Linked DNA regions of Mus musculus: all the other regions are linked to region 2. A link is a contact called in public Hi-C and HiCAR-type data. All regions are on one chromosome and are shown on one strand. The core of a region is the stretch at or near the end of the contact, and the rest is flanking DNA. Distances in the headings are between cores, read along the strand shown.

The links. A called contact is a pair of places that touch in the nucleus more often than the background predicts. HiCAR-type assays count read pairs that join an accessible place to other places.
Region 1: a Hi-C map of B cells shows a contact between it and region 2, with 5 read pairs. The contact joins the enhancer-like site here to the promoter of 1110004F10Rik in region 2. A contact is called at or near these places in 1 of 39 promoter capture datasets (stem cell-derived epiblast-like cells), 1 of 15 datasets of contacts at CTCF or cohesin (embryonic stem cells), 2 of 484 Hi-C or Micro-C datasets (B cells and uterus), 4 of 115 datasets of contacts at active chromatin or transcription factors (bone marrow-derived macrophages, embryonic stem cells and large pre-B cells) and 1 of 9 other capture datasets (liver).
Region 3: a contact with region 2 is called in a HiCAR-type map of astrocytes, with 5 times the contacts expected there. The contact joins the enhancer-like site here to the promoter of 1110004F10Rik in region 2. A contact is called at or near these places in 10 of 39 promoter capture datasets (the C10 cell line, cranial neural crest, embryonic stem cells and 5 more), 1 of 15 datasets of contacts at CTCF or cohesin (pro-B cells), 7 of 484 Hi-C or Micro-C datasets (LSK cells, the P5424 cell line, cardiomyocytes and 4 more), 13 of 115 datasets of contacts at active chromatin or transcription factors (acute myeloid leukemia, astrocytes, embryonic basal ganglia and 10 more) and 1 of 9 other capture datasets (pancreatic islet).

Annotation. Positions count from the first base shown.
Region 1 is chr7:116,607,199-116,609,898 of GRCm38.p6, forward strand. No RefSeq gene overlaps it. Among named protein-coding and RNA genes, the nearest start is that of Gm46018, 49 kb to the right of the region's middle. Within about 2 kb of position 1,318, at least 37 of the 459 cell types and tissues checked have an H3K27ac peak or open chromatin away from gene starts, as enhancers often do. A contact at or near this core is called in B cells, where this site is marked.
Region 2 is chr7:116,092,076-116,094,775 of GRCm38.p6, forward strand. It overlaps 1110004F10Rik (RIKEN cDNA 1110004F10 gene), which reads left to right and starts at 1,305. Exons shown (of 5, transcript NM_019772.2): 1 at 1,305-1,450. The coding sequence starts at 1,388. It overlaps 1700003G18Rik (RIKEN cDNA 1700003G18 gene), which reads right to left and starts at 1,074. Exons shown (of 4, transcript NR_029433.1): 1 at 987-1,074.
Region 3 is chr7:115,217,441-115,220,140 of GRCm38.p6, forward strand. No RefSeq gene overlaps it. Among named protein-coding and RNA genes, the nearest start is that of Gm34282, 86 kb to the left of the region's middle. Within about 2 kb of position 1,386, at least 134 of the 459 cell types and tissues checked have an H3K27ac peak or open chromatin away from gene starts, as enhancers often do. A contact at or near this core is called in the P5424 cell line, astrocytes, embryonic forebrain and 7 more, where this site is marked.

The DNA.
Region 1 (2,700 bases), core at 68-2,567, 520 kb after region 2:
TGGTGTGGGAGGGGGAGGTTGGGGAATTGGATGTCTCCACCAGGAGGGAAGTAAAAGAGTGTATAGATCCAGAAGGGGAAGTGGGTGAAGGGGTGGGGGCAGGGGTGGATAGAGTGGGGTGGGACAGGATGGGAAGGAGGGGCCTGAGGTGTGTGTGTGTGTGTGTGTGTGTGTGTGTGTGTGTGTGAATCTGGAAGAGGTAGAGGACACGGAGAAGATGGCCTGAGGTGGGCTTGGGAGAGTGGGGGGTGGGGGGGTGGGGGGGGAAAGCCTTGGTTTCTTAAGGTGTCAGGATAGGTGTTGGGAGACAAGTGACAAGGAATTTTTTAGAGACCAAATTAGTAGATTTTCTCAGCTAAGGAAATAAGTCAATTCAAGCGGAATTAGAAGTAAAAAAGGGCAGGTTTATTTGGGAACGACTCCCATGCGAGTTTGCCAGCCTCAGTGGGTGAGACCGGAAAAAGTCTTGGGCAGGCTGTGACAGGGAAGTTTTTTATGGATTGTAGGCGAAGGATAATCACGTGTCTGCTACACGCTGGGCTTGTGCCCTGTTGTGGTCATCTTTTGGGGGGGGGGAAGGGGGGCTTAGGTGGCTGGCGACTTCAGGGGCGGGGTTGGGACAGCTGTCAGGAACTGGGCTTGGGTGCCTTTCTTCTGCTCAGAGGCTTTCCGGAGTGGGGGTTGGAGAGAGGGAGGGATCGAGTTTACTGACTTGGGGGTGGTGGTGGTAGGGATAGGGAGATGGGTGAGGGGGCAAGCTGGAGGCTCCAACTGAACACAGAACAGCAGAATAATCCCTAGAAGCAAACTGTTTAAGCTGAACAGGTGGGTTTAAACTAGAGCCCCACTGATCAATATAAGCTGCCTGATCAGGACGCGTGGGGGCCGATGAAACCTTGAGCCAGACTGCCTTCACGATAGCGTTGTCCAGGGAACTGGTAGATGGTCATTTCACTTCAGAAGAGGAGCAGTTAATCTCAAAGTAAGTGCGCAGCCTTTCTTTTCCCATATTCCTCCGCAGCTCCTTGGGAGAAATTTTTTTTTTAGCGCATACACCAAAGGGGTGAGAATTTCGAGTCGATGGTCCTCAACTTAATTGACTAAAGGAAGTTCTATTATGACCAAGTTAAATGAGAGAAGACCCCACTAAACACCTGCCACAGCTCCCTTGTTGGTGGGACTCATCGAAACTCCACGTGTAGTAGGGACAGTTGACTCCAGGATCGGATTGGTATGGCTGGAATTTCCCTCTGTCCTGGAGAGGAAAGACTACCCGCCCCCCATCCCACTCCACCCCACCCCAACCCCAAAAAACAAAAAACAAAAAGACGAATGATTGAGTGCCACCTAGTGGCAGAATCCAGAACAAACAGCCGTAGACTCTCCAAGGATCAAAAAAAAAAAAAAAAAAAAAAAAAAAGCACGTAGGGGCTGCCACCTAGTGGCACAATGCGGAAAACCCGGCAGAATCAGCTTTAGCTCCACTTTTCTTCTGGGGAGGCAAGAGCCAGGAGGCAGGGTGGAAGGGTGGATAGAGGGGAGGACAGGACTATTAATTAAGGACTCAGAACTCCTAATTTGCTTAATCAGAGTGGTTGTCAGTAATTATCTCAGGTACATAATTACATTGGAGGTATCAGGGAGATTCCCCTGGCTCCGTGAGGAGCCGTATTCCTGGCCAGGCAGAGGTGGTGGTGGTGGTGGTGGGGTGGTAGTGAGGGGGCCGGCCCTGACAAATTTTCCAGGGCCGCCCTCCTCGCAGTGAGTCTGGAGAGATATTTTCCCAAACAGGAAGACAGAGTCCTCTTAACACTCTCAAGAGTACTGAATTAAGTTCTGGGTACTGAATTAAATTCTGTTTCTGGTTTCTAGTTCCGGTTGATGGAAGGGGAGACTTCTGGCTAAGGAGACACCCCAAAGAAAGGGCTTCTTTTCCAGATCAGGGATTTAGGTCCAAAGAAGACCCAGTTCTTTTGGAAGCCCTCTTCCTGATTTAGTCCTCCTACACTAAACTAGCATGCCAGTAGTAGGGTTACCCTGTATTCTGGTTATACCTCTTATGAGAGATCTGGTTTTGGGATTGCTGAGTGAATGTTTGGCCAACTGTGTAAATAATGTAAATGATTAAATGCATGACAAGAAAGTTTGACCCAGGTAGTTGTAGTTGTTTGATTTTGTCACTGGTGGTTCTGTTTTGTCTCCTCGTCCTATTTGTCTCCAATCCTCTTGGTCTCTGAGAAATGTCTTGGTGCCCAACTTCAGGGATTTAGCATTTTAAAAGGCAAAACCACAGAGATGTATCAAAGTTCCACCAGGGTCAGAGTAATCCTCCAGCATTCACTCCTGGCAGAGCGCAGCAGTTATTTTAGACCGAACTTGGTGATTATTTTTGTAAATACTTCTGTAAATACTAGGAGTCAAGGTCATGGAAATCTCAAATGTGCTGCCGAGGCGGATATAACCGAGGCAGGAGTGGGGCAAAGGGCTGAGAATTATCAAAGCAAACACAAAATGGAGTCAGAACAGGATGCCATTGCCTTAGCCATTTCAAAGCAAATGTCAGGTCCCGTCTACTCAAGGCCAGAGGTTCACAAAGTGGATTGACCCTAAATGTGTCTACCACAATTGGGTCTAACTATCAGGAGCTGAGTAAATTCAGGGACCATGGCTAACACACACACAAGCTTCAACGTGTTTATG
Region 2 (2,700 bases), core at 55-2,554:
TCATCTGAAATGTAGTTCAACTAGAGTAACTGCTGAGCACAGACACTGACAGGTGTCTCATAGACCACTCGGTATGGGGACTTAAGACTAGCCATGTACTGTTGTCATACTATTTGTTTATACTTGAAAAAAAAATCTTTTTAAAAATCAAGGCTGGAAGTCTTCAGAATGAGTAAGGGCAAGAAAGTCATCCTGACAGTATGTCAGGTTCACCTGTGGATGCAAATTCAGCTATAACATACAGAAGTTTATCTTCAGTATCTGAACACTGGACTACAAGATCTTGCAGGAAGCTTAGTTGGGGCTGGAAAGGGAGCAGGGAAATGAGGAAAAGGGAACTAGAAACAAGATTGCAAATGGGAAGGGCAGCGAATGTATCCATCCTAAGGGGGCGGGGTGGGGGTGGTCTCTTGCAACTAGACTGAGGAGACAGTTGAAACAGGTTGAGACTGCTACTGTATTGTAACTTTAAAGGGGTTTATTATATAGGAAACTTACCCCCCACCCCCACCCCAAGAAAAATAATAAAGATACAGGATTTTTTTTTGGCAGACAGACTTCAGTCGATGAAGTTTCAAATAATATCTACCTTAAAAAGGGATCAGAGAGTTGGGTCACTCTTATCTAGAATACACTAAGCCCAGTGGAAAACGGTCCACAATTCCTGAGGGGTGGAGCTGTTTAGAAAAAAAACGAAAAACAAAACAGCCAATTAACAAGCCTTCAGCTTCACACTGAACTCTATTCAGTAAGAAAAGAAAGGAAGGAAGGAAAGGAAGAGAATGAAGACGTTAGAATATCCCGTGTGAGCAGTAGAGACCACACATTAGGCTGGGGGAAGAAGCCATGTTTTAGGTTTTTGTCTTGGGCCGAGAACTTGTATTCAAAAAGCCTCAAACATTACACTTAAGTCTATGTGTTTAACTATGATGAATGTGTTTACTAACAGGGCAGAACCTCACACACACAAAAAGGCGAAAACCCACTCTAGGTCTGTCTGTGGCAACGAAGCTCTCCGCCAACGATCACCACCATACCCATCCACGGGAAAGCTCCCTCTACACGCCGAAGAAAGCGTAGCCTCCGAGGGCTCTCCCGCCACGCCGCGCGAGATGCTTCGCTCGGCCTCCTGGGAAATGTAGTTTAAGTCACTGAAGACGGCTTAGTCAGGCCAGTAAAGAGTGAGTCCAAAAAAACTACAACTCCCGGTGTGCTCCAGGGTGACGAGCGGCCGCAGCAGTGACGACTGTAGCGGTGAAGGGCCGGAGGGGGCTCTGCGTTCTGGAGTGGCGCTGCTTGGTCCGGCGGCTGGGTGAGGGCTGCTGGTGTCGCGTTTGAGGAGAACTGCGAGTGTGTTTGGCATATCCCCGTCAGGATCCCAGCTACGATGAGTGCTGCCCGGGAGTCTCACCCGCACGGGGTGAAACGTTCAGCCTCCCCCGACGACGATGTAAATAACAATGGATGAGGGTTGAGGCCTAGTGAAGGCTGGGGTAGGCCGGGAAGGGTGGATGGAGGAAGAAGCGCCCGAAGGAAGGGGGCGCAACGAGGGATGTCTTCCTTTTCCTACTAGAATCTGAAGGATTGAAGAGGCCCTGAGCTGAGATACAGAGACCTGCGTAGGAACGGGGGTTGAGGAAGGAAATCCTGAGAAGGGTCGAAAAGGAAAAAGAGCTTAATCGAGATGTCTTTGCGTTTTGGGAAACCGGTGAAGCTCATTTCTTAGTCATTTCAGGATAGATATGTCATAGTCCTGACATTGGTCTAAAACGCTCCTCTGGCAATCGCGAAATGTTCAGTCACATTTGGACAAATTTTCCAGCCCGAATCCTTTTTTGCAGTGTACTGGTAATTGCTGCCCTAACTACACCATTCTTAATAAACAGAGACCAATATTAAGCCGAAGATTGTGGTAGACAGTTTGGGGATGGAATAATGGCGAGGTCAGAGGGAGTGAGACCCAGAAGCGCATTTTGATGTCAGATACCTTTTTCCTGCCCTCTCATGCCTTCAGCTCATCAGTTTAAATAATAAACTGTCCCTTATTAACCTGTTCAGTACTGACTACAATGCCAGATACTGGAATTGAAGATTAATAAAGAGGATGCTTATATTTGTCTTAGCTCTAGCATAGTGTTTAGAAACTGCAGGTAACTTGTAAAATTAGGTTCTTCTATAATGAAATCCCTTGGAAACATTGATGGGGAAGTTGGTGGGAAGGGGACATGAGGAAGTCATCTTTGAGACAGATGAAAGCTGGTCTCGCTTATTCATACACTGTCAGCTTCAGAATTGTAACTTTTAGTGCAGTTTGACATCTTTCATAAGTCCTTTGTGAGCCATAAAAGGTTCCCTGAATTATTTTGTAGTTAATGAGAGAATACTAAGAACCACACTCCTTTGGTTGGAAGATGGGGTGTGGACCAGAATTGTAATAATAGAATAAATTTTAGCCTTGTGAGGAAGATTAGTAATCAATTAAAAAAGAGTGGAGGGATGACTGGTTGTCTGTGAGATTAATTCATGTCCCTTGTCTTCCCTGCGACTGGAATTTAGATCTTCCATTGTTAATACCGCCATTCTGCATTGTTAGGAATTTGTCTAGGTTTTTTTAGTGATCTAGATTGTAGATGTAAAAGAGCTGTTACATTGTTTTCCTCCCAATATCAACTGTGAGTTGATTCCGAGAATGTCACACAT
Region 3 (2,700 bases), core at 136-2,635, 870 kb before region 2:
GTTTTATCCAGACCTCTGGTCTGCACTTACAACAAGGATCTCATGGCGCTGTTGTCTTGACCTTAGTAGCAGCCAGCTTTGCACCACTTGGATGCAGTATGTCCCAGCAGGGCAGTGGCTGAGAAGCTGCAAATATGATTCTCTCAGGACCTGGCCTCTTGGCTCTACCAGGACCTGGGCATTAGCCTACCCAGGCTGGATCTAGACCTCTGAATACTCTTTCATTTAACACCTGCACAAATCCTGCCATCCTCCCTTCCACCCCTCCCACATTGAAAGAGTCTCTCTCTCTCTCTCTCTCTCTCTCTCTCTCTCTCTCTCTCTCTCTCTCTCTCTCTCTCTCTCCTGGCAAACTCTTACAGTTGCCATAAGGCAAGTGGAGACTGAACACGGAGATCTCTGGGTGAGTATTTGTTAAAGGTTACAGAGCCAGTAGTCCAGTGCCTGACCTCAAACCCCAGGCTTCAAGGCATCCTTCACCTCCCACCCCTCTGCCTGCCAACAACAGGGCTGCTTCCGGGGCTCCCGGGCCAGGCCAGCCAAGGAAGCACAGACAGCCCCAGTGCATCTTTCTCTCTCGATCAGTGGGCAAATTAATTCACGCTATCTTTACATTATGTATAATGCTGCATGATTTTATTTTGCTTCATTCCCGAAATCTTTTACAGTAATTAGTAGCCGAGTAAAATATAAAAATTAATGCAATATAACACTTTAATGGTAATAATACACCATCCTGTCTAATTAATAAAATCTGTTGTTTCCAAGCACGGTTATTTATTTGACAAATTGATGGCACACATCCTGTTCATATCCCCTTTCCCGGCTCCCATCCTTTCAGTTTATTGAATAAAATTGTATCAGGAAAATAAACAGATTGTCTTCTGACCTGACAAGCGAGTGAGGAAAAACCCCTCACTCACACAGCCCTAATTGTTCTCAACAATATTCGCTAACATGCATCAAGAGGGCTTGGAAATGAAGCCTCATTTCCTAGCTCCTGTATTTTTTCCATTTAATTTAAATCTTTATAATTGTGTCTTCTTATTTTTTAGGGACTGGGGACCTAGCGAGTTTGAGGGGTGAGCTTTGTCCCTGTGGGCTGTCATTCTGATGGCCTTAACAAGCAGGGATGGTTCCCACTCTGCATAGAGATCAGAGTGGAGAGCTAGGCTCTTCTGAGCCCTGGTGGAGCACACTGAAGTCACCTCCAATGTGGCAGAAGAGGACCAGATAGGGAGCCGGGGACAGTCATATTGGAGGACTGTCATTAGGGATTAAAAGGGACATGGAAGGAGGGGTTCGGGCAGGATTCTGAGGCTTGGTGACGTCTGCTGGTGGGAGTGGAGCAGGGAACAATGTCCAGCCCGAGCGAGCATGTGCCGTTGGAACAGAGTGCTGATCTAATTACAGAGCCACTCTGTGCTCCCTCTCTCATGTAAGACAGGACGTTTATATGCTAAGTGTGAAAACATGAAAGCCTTAAGCTATAAATAGAACGGCAGAGATGGAGGGAGACGCACACAGAGGAAGAGAAGGCAGAAAGAGGAAGTAAAGGAGAGACTTGCCCCTTGCAGGTTAATTTCTAGCGTTTTTCCCTGAAAGAAAAATGATGTGCTGTGGTTGGTGTTCAGGAAGAGCCCCCGTCACCAGCTTTTAAGCTACATTTACTGCAAGAGAAAAGGCCCCCAAGTGCACACACGTGAGGACTCATCCGCTCTGGTGAAGTGACTTCTACACCAGAGAGACATCCACACAGAGACACAGAGTGCAGCCATGTGTGAGCGTGACTATGGAGTCCACACCACTGAATCAACACAGTCCCGCCCTGTCTAGGATGCCTAGAACATTGTACTGGGCCACCACAGTAACAACGTCTTTCCCTGAGGTCTGTGCGGGAGTCTGGGGGTGCTGGCCCTTCCTTGTCATTTCTCCTGATCGGCCTCTTCACCTTCACCACTATTGTATGCCAATGCCTTATCTTAATAATTCTTACCATAATGATCAAAAGCTTAAATAAGATTTATCCACGCAGAGGTCACTGATACCTTCTGACTAACACCCAGGTACACAGAAGGTGATCAATAAATGCCATGGGAACCAGCACCTTCTACTTTGGCTGCCGACGAAGTATTTCATGGCATAGGTTACCATCCCTGCCCATTTCATGAAGCAGGCCCAATCTCCTTCTAAATGGAAACAGTGGGATGTTCAGTGGAAAAAAAATGGTATTTGTTGAACTATTTTGGACATTCCAAAATTGTTTAGCTTAAAGACATTTCATTGAAACCTCAGTAATAAGTCAAAGAGAAAGGCCTAATCGTTACCACCAGTGTCATAGATGCAGTATAATTTCCAAAACCCTATGTAGTTGGCTTAAAATTTTATAAAGTGTATAAAATGACTGGGGTTTGAACCCACATCTGTCTAGATTGGGACTCCTCAAAGCCATGCTGTAGTTCCAGCTGGGGTGCTAACAATGTCTCCTTGGGGTGGCATTTCTGTAACTCTGCCTTCTCAGCTGTAAATATCCGAGGCTCTGCTGCTGGGTTTACACAGCTCCACATGGCACTGTGCGTAGGTCAGGAGGGTAATCCAGTCTACCTTGTCTCTTTGTTCTTTCGTTTGTCACTCCCCAAGCTATCATCTGACAGACAACTCTTTTGGCTGGGGCTGCATCAAGGGAGTGACAGCTGGGGT